Regions from separate parts of the Sus scrofa genome. Here region 2 is linked to region 1. A link is a contact called in public HiChIP or PLAC-seq data. All regions are on one chromosome and are shown on one strand. Each heading gives the region's core, a stretch centred on a gene start, on an enhancer-like site or on the middle of the called end of the contact. The rest is flanking DNA. Distances are from core to core; before and after follow the strand shown.

Region 1 (3,676 bases), core at 634-3,133:
ATAATATGTGAAATATATTTCTACAACTGGCAGATAGTAAGCCCCAGATACATGTTAACTCTGTTATTATCCTCATAGTTTATAGGTCTTCGCTTATCCATACAACCTAGAGCTATAATGTATATGATACTAAAATTCTACTTTTCATTTGCTGTACTCTAAAAAAAAGAAATGAATCACTTAAAATATTTTATCTATTACATAGAATCTGCATACAGTTTACATTTAAAATTTAAATCTACCATATGATTTGATCTTCAGGTTGAGACTCTTATCTCTTTGACCAGAAAGGAAATCAGGAACATGGTGACTATCTGCTTGCTCCCAATTCACAAAACCTTCCATCACTAACAAAACTGTTAACTTGGGCCATGTGACTCCTCTTCTAGAAATTTTAGTATTGGCTTCTCAAATATGTTGCAATATTTATAATTACTCAACTTACTTTATTCTTCCTCTTTTACTCCACAAGTGTCACATTCCATGAATGAGCTTATCTAGAAATACTGTTCTAAGGATCTTTTTTTTGTTGTTGTTATCTTTGGACCGCATCCATGGCATATGGAAGTTTCCAGACTAGGGGTTGAATCAGAGCTATAGCCTCAGGTCTATGCCACAGCCACAGCAACCCCAGATCTGAGCTGCATCTGTGACATACAACAGCTCACAGCAATACTGGATCTTTTAGCCCACTGAGTGAGGCCAGTGATCAAACATGCGTTGTCATCATGGATACTAGTCAGGTTTGTACATCAGCATATAAACAAATCTATGAGTACATGAATTTTTAGCATTGTTTTTATAAGATCAGAGGATCAGAAAAAACAGAAGTTCTGTTAAATCTAAGACTGGTCATTTAAAAGACAATACTACATTTATTATGGAATTATTTTATTAAAGAAAAAAGAGAACATTAACACTTTCCATGACATGAGAATATCTTCAAGGCACCTAATATCGGAAGAGGCATGTTGAAGATTGATTCAATATATGCATTAGTCACTGTGCATATATATGTTATATGTGTGTGTGTGTCTATAACTTTAAATTTTATATGTATATATGGGTTTACTGGGGAATGGGCATATACTTAACATTAGTCATTTCTAAGGAATAGAATTGGTGGTCTTATTTTATGCCTTTCCGTAAATTTCTTTTTTTTAAATTTTTTTAACTCAGTGAATTTTATTACATTTATAGTTGTACAATGATCATCACAACCCAGTTTTATAACATTTCCATCCCAAACCCCCAGCCCATCCCTCCACACTGCAACCTGTCTCCTTTTGAAGCCATAAGTTTTTCAAAGTCTGCGAGTCAGTGTCTGCTCTGCAAAGTTCATTGTGTCCTTTTTGTTTTTTTAGTTTCCACATGCAAGTGATGTTGGTGTCTCACTGTTTAACTTCACTTTGCATGACAATTTCTAGGTCCATCCATCTTGCTCCAAATTCCATTATTTATTTGCTTTTAATGGTTGAGTAATATTCCATTGTGTATATGTATGCCTTTCTGTAATTTTCAATATTATCATCCATATTATTCTAATAAATTCCCTGAAATAAAAATTTGTTTAGGAGCCAATATCACCATAACACTTATTTATTATACAAACACTATATGTCAGTTTCTGTACTAAGTCCTTCATATTATCATTCTTGATCTTTGTAACAGTTCTGAGAAGGAGCTATTTCCACTAAGACTAAGAGAGGTAAGGTAGTCAATAATATGTCATACACTGAGGGAAGGGTTGGATTCCTAATTCCTATTTAGGCCCATTCCCTTCCACAGTGGATGCTCTTCATTTCAAAGCATTGTATATCTGTGGTATGAACAAACAGTATAATAACTTCTCCTTACTGGTCAATCTTGCACCTTTCAAAATATTATTGTGGTTACAATAGTCATGAGTGAGCACACTCATTCAGCTGATTACCAGCTATGTGTCTGCTCTGTGCTCTGGGGATTCAGCAATGAACTAAACAGATAAGGGTCTCCCTTCCTATTAAGTCAAAATTCTAGCAAATGCAGAGACAGGACAAAAAAAAAAAAAAAGTCAAATGCATTTCTGATGGTGCCATGTAATCTCAGTAACCAAAGCAGAAAAGGGGGAAAAGGGTAGGGGCCTCATGGGAAGAGACACACTTTGATGTCTTGTAATCAGATCTCTGCCACATGTGGCACACAGCTCACCACACTTAGCTATCAAGATTATCTTATTTAGGTTTCTCCATGTTTTTGATTAAGAAAATAAGTAGTTATTTAACTCCTAATCCCCACTCAATGTAGTTAGGTCCTGCTCACATCAAGATTCACTTGGATTCTGTTGGATTCCAAACCCTATATGGTCTTTTAGAAAAAAAAGAGCTGGGCCTAGTTGACGTTAGTATATTAACAGTTATATCTTTCATTCTACTAAAATCTGTTTAGTACTATAGCACATTTTCATAAGGCAAGATATACCCTCCTCTAAAACATATCCCTTCAAAATACTGCACATAACATAATCTTTTTAAAATGAAAACCCCAACATTCATTACTCAGAAATGGGTACAGCATTTTTCTGTCTTATTCTTCCAGGAGAATGTTTTGAGCAAAATATAAATATGTGGTTGCAGATTTTATTTAGCTGTGTGTTTTCTGGGTCTCGTGAGCTAAGCTACTCAGGAACTGTTGTCTATAGGAATGAATATTTAACAGCTACCTCTGGGAATGTTCATTTGATTCCTTGGGCTGCTCATGGGAGGGTGTGGCACTGTCCTCTCCAGACAGAGGATTTAGATGACATTAGGCCACTGATTAATAATGATCCAAGTAAGTTCAGTGTCAACTTAGGTATCTATTTTGCATGTATTTTTTTCTGAAACATCCTTCTTTAACAGTGTACATATTTTCATTATAACTTAAGTATCCTTTTAAAATATTTAAGATATGTGGTTTAAAATAGGTCCTATCTGAACTCCTGTGTTGGTGAGCTATTTCTGAATTGTCACATTGGAGGGTGTGTATTTTGGTGTACATATGTGAGAATTAAAGGCTGAGAAGAAAATATATCAAAGCATCTTAACTACAATACAAGAGATATCCTTAATCAAAATATTAATTGAATTAGCTTTTATACTACCTTACTAATGGAACAAAGATAAATGGTTTACAACTATAAGGAAATCATCCTTTAAAATTAACTGAAATCTTTGTAAATTCTTCTTAATTGAAAAGCGTAAATCAGGAGTTCCAGTCGTGGCTCAGCGGAAATAAATCTGACTGGCATTCATGAGGATGTAGGTTTGATCTCTGGCCTTGCTTAGTGGGTTGAGGATCTGGTGTTGCTGTGGTTGTGGTATAGGCTGGCAGCCGTAGCTCTGATTCAACCCCTAGCCTGGGATCCCCATATGCCGTGGGTATGGCCCTAAAAGGCAAAAAAAAAAAAAAAAAAAGTAATAAAAAAAACCCATAAATCATAATGACATTACTGGTCTATTTCTACTTTATCGTAATTCAGTGCTCTGACATTAGAAAAAAAATATATATACCCCAAAGCTTTATAACATTATTAATTTCTAAATAAATGTCTCAGTCAAAATATACTAGAAAAAGAGCAATACTGGGAAAAAAGTATTTGCCTTTCCTTCCTGTTGTGTAGAACAGCCTGCAAATAAAAAGATTCAATACATGCCCA
Region 2 (3,617 bases), core at 293-2,792, 160 kb before region 1:
AACTTTGCCAAGTAATTCATGCTATTTTTGTCCATATTTTCTATGTTTTAAAAATATTCCTATTATTGTATACATCAATGACTTACATTTTTATTGACTTTTAAAAGTTACTAAAAGGTACATCTAAAACATTGTTTCAATGTTTAATATTCCATCTCATCCACAATCCATAGGGAGAGGTCCTTAAGGGATATTTTCTAACACTTTGGTATGGATTTATATTCCTTGCTATAGTAAATGAGTAATTTAGTAATAAAATTTCTTGAAAAGTCTTGATAATATAACAATGAAAATAGTGGGCTCATCTTTATACCAAACTGTACTTATAAAATAAGCCTTGTTATTCCAGTAAATAGCACCATATTCAAATAGTTCTCGTATCAATTATTTACATTTTTCAAATTAAGGAAACAATAAGAATATTTCAAGCAAATGGGAGTAGGAAGATAAAGGAAATGGGATCCCTGGCACCTGTTGCTTAATGTTATTTAAATAAACTGACTTTTTTTTTCAAAGTAAGTTATCAGTTTCAAGTAAGAGGAAAATACAGTGTAGCTCCCACCTGCTTAAAGACAGAGGTATTTTCCTTGGAGGGAAGGATGAGGTTCAGGATGAGGGTTGGCATGTAGAGCTATAGGAGGGCCATCAAAGACAGTGGTAATGAAAGTGAGTAAGGACTCACCGCATTTGACCATGGGTTAGAGCTCTTCTCCATGAAGAAATATTGAGGCTGATACATATTTCTGTTGATATTCTGTTAAAAAATACATTTGATCATACCTGAAATGCAAGTCTTTAAATGAGAACTGGGTTTCAATGATTCCAGTTGTTTTCACTCGAGAATGTAGAACATCTTGCTCATTTGGGACATATCCAGGAGCTGCTATTCTGTCCAAATCATTTAGGTAGCTAATAAAACAACAACAACAACAAAAATAGCTAGTATATATATATTTTTTTAACTTTACATTTTAAGATACCAGAATTCAATACAAATGAGTATTTTGTATAGAGTTCATTAAAATGATTAAACTCCAGACTGGTGATCTTCAAACTCTGCTCCTCTGAATTCCAAGAGCTTGGTGGCTGGGACATTGCAGAGCACTGAGTGTGACACACAGCTGACCTGTGGAGTTTGTTTAAAGGTGGCTGGGTGAATACTGCCTTATCTTGTACTTTATGAAGCTGATGTGATGGATTCATTGGTGTCTATGTAGACATTTGAGAGGAGAACTCTCCTTGTAGGACTGAGATCATCCCCCAAAATGCTATGTTGTAATCATGGTCAGTCAAAGAGTCTCAAAATGCTGTACTTTGTATTTAGACGCTTTGAGTTATAAGAGAGTGATTGGTTTCAGTATAATGCGAACGTTAGTGTATTGTTTCTCCTGGATGTTCTAACTTAGGAATCAGAACCATTTTAATTAAGTACTAGTTATCTCAGTTGTTGATTCATGCTGAATCTTTGAATTTCATGTTGAACCTTTGTTGATTCATGCTGGAACAAATTTGTGAAATTGCTGACTCACTCCTTGGGACAGAGACCTGAACTTAAACACTGTAGCCTCTCCTACTTCCTCTTCTCTTCCATCAGTGCATCACTCTATCCTTCATTTTTACACAGAGGCCACATTTAAAAACCTCCTGTTACCAGGTGAAATACTGTCCTCTTTCTGCCTGTAGGATCTAGGTGTGGTAAGAGGCAGGAGTGAGACTGATTAAGCTGTGTGCTCTATAAGAGTCTATTAGATTAGAGGAAATAAACTGCTCTTAGCTTTATCTGACAAACCAGATCATATCTTTTGACTAAAACAGTGTTTTATTGCTTTTTTTAAAAACACTTTAAAACAACTTGTTCTATACTTTTGATATGAAGGCTCTAGAAGCTTAGTTATATAACTATTTCTATAAAAAAATTTTAAATAAAGATAGCAATAACCTGGTAATGTTTTTGTGACAAAATTGGACATTATACTGAACCAAGTTTAAACATATGATCTAAATAGAAAGATCATAATGAGCATGCGGCAATCTAGTCAGAATTTGAGAGGTATAATCTACCTGAATATTAGATATTATTCAAAAGTTGAAATTGTCAGGGACTAAGCTGAAGAGCTGTCTTTCTGGGCACCTTGAACAATGCCTTAAAAACCAATGCTATTTTATTTTTTAAAATAAATTGAACAACAATTAGATACTTTATTCTTAGAGGATCTTTCTGCTTTTAAGGTGAAATGAACTAAACGTTGTAAAATGCCCCAAAGAACTTTTGGCCAAGGACAAAGAGACAATCACACTTTAGAAACATGTACATGTAGAACGTGAAAATTTATCACCATGTTTTATTCTAATAAAGTTTAATTTAAAAAAGATGAATCATGATAATTATATCAGAAGAAAGTATTGGGAGATTTTTCTAGTTTATCCATTTTCTCCTTTGAAGCAAAGTCCTTGATGAATTTCCTTTTAACTCAGGCTGTATATCTGGTAGTATACTATTGGTCAACTGGTTCATGCAGGAGTAAAAATAAAAACATACTTGCTATGATAGAGATTAAAATCATTTAAATGACAGCTAAATGAATGCTTTGGTAAAGACACATTTTAATGTAACTTTATTTGCATGTATAAATGACTTCAAGCAAAGCAGAAGCATTACCAGAGTGACAAATTTGCATTTAAAATGCTCATTTTAATAAACAAATATAGAATTTGGGTGCTAAAACTTTTAAACCAAACCAGAGGCCCTAAATATCTATAGCTCAAATCACTGAAAAAATATCTTATTCTTTGACTAGTCATGTAAAAATAGTATTTTTCCTGGTGAAGTCTATGTTAAATCTTAAAGCATATGGAATTTAAATTGCACACTTGACAGTGCCACTCAACAAACCATGACATGACGTATTAAAATCTTTTCGACTGCCATGATGATGCTTTTCTTTCAGTTTGCTGGTACTGATTGGCAGGAAGGTGTTATGTTGCCAACAAAAACCTTGCCTGATTAGGACTCACCTCTTTGTTGGCCTCAACTTAAAATATATCTAGGTTTGAGAGAATAACAAATATCTTACTTTCACACACAGCAAAAAATGGATAGATGGAAAGAAGGGAAGAAAGAAGTAAAGAAAAGAGAGTAGGGAGGTGGTGAGAAAGAGAGAGGCTGGAAAAGAAAGACCACTGCCCTATATAATGTATATGAAATAAACTCGATGTGGTATCAATCTGATATTTAGATTTAAAATGTAAATGTAATGAAGTATTTTTTAAAAACACTATTTTTGGAAGAAAGCAGTGGCCTTCTCTGTAAGGATCCCTAAGGGCAAAAAAGTTAACATTTACATTTTTTGATTTTATATGAAAACTTTCTTAGACATGGAGGAAATCAACTTTCCTGTTGTTATTCTACTACACTATACAAATCTATCTGGGTACTTAAAAACAATTATATTACTGGCAACATTCAAAAAATGGATGCAAATAGATACTCTATAGATGTGTTTAACTTGAAAAACAGACAAATGTTTTTAATATGAATCTATAATGTGACAGATATTCCCAGTGTAAAATATATGTATCAAAACAAAGGTAAAAGCTAAAACTAAAGATAAAAAATT

What was found. HiChIP or PLAC-seq counts read pairs in DNA pulled down with a chosen protein or histone mark.
Region 2: an H3K27ac HiChIP or PLAC-seq map of alveolar macrophages shows a contact between it and region 1. The contact joins two enhancer-like sites. A contact is called at or near these places in 2 of 2 datasets of contacts at active chromatin or transcription factors (alveolar macrophages and skeletal muscle).

Annotation. Positions count from the first base shown.
Region 1 is chr9:99,737,253-99,740,928 of Sscrofa11.1, reverse strand. The region is part of intron 1 of CD36 (CD36 molecule); the gene reads left to right. Among named protein-coding and RNA genes, the nearest start is that of CD36, 11 kb to the left of the region's middle. Within about 2 kb of position 1,883, at least 1 of the 83 cell types and tissues checked has an H3K27ac peak or open chromatin away from gene starts, as enhancers often do. A contact at or near this core is called in alveolar macrophages, where this site is marked.
Region 2 is chr9:99,895,611-99,899,227 of Sscrofa11.1, reverse strand. It overlaps GNAT3 (guanine nucleotide-binding protein G(t) subunit alpha-3), which reads right to left. Exons shown (of 8, transcript XM_021063492.1): 5 at 781-909. Among named protein-coding and RNA genes, the nearest start is that of GNAT3, 49 kb to the right of the region's middle. Within about 2 kb of position 1,542, at least 2 of the 83 cell types and tissues checked have an H3K27ac peak or open chromatin away from gene starts, as enhancers often do. A contact at or near this core is called in alveolar macrophages, where this site is marked.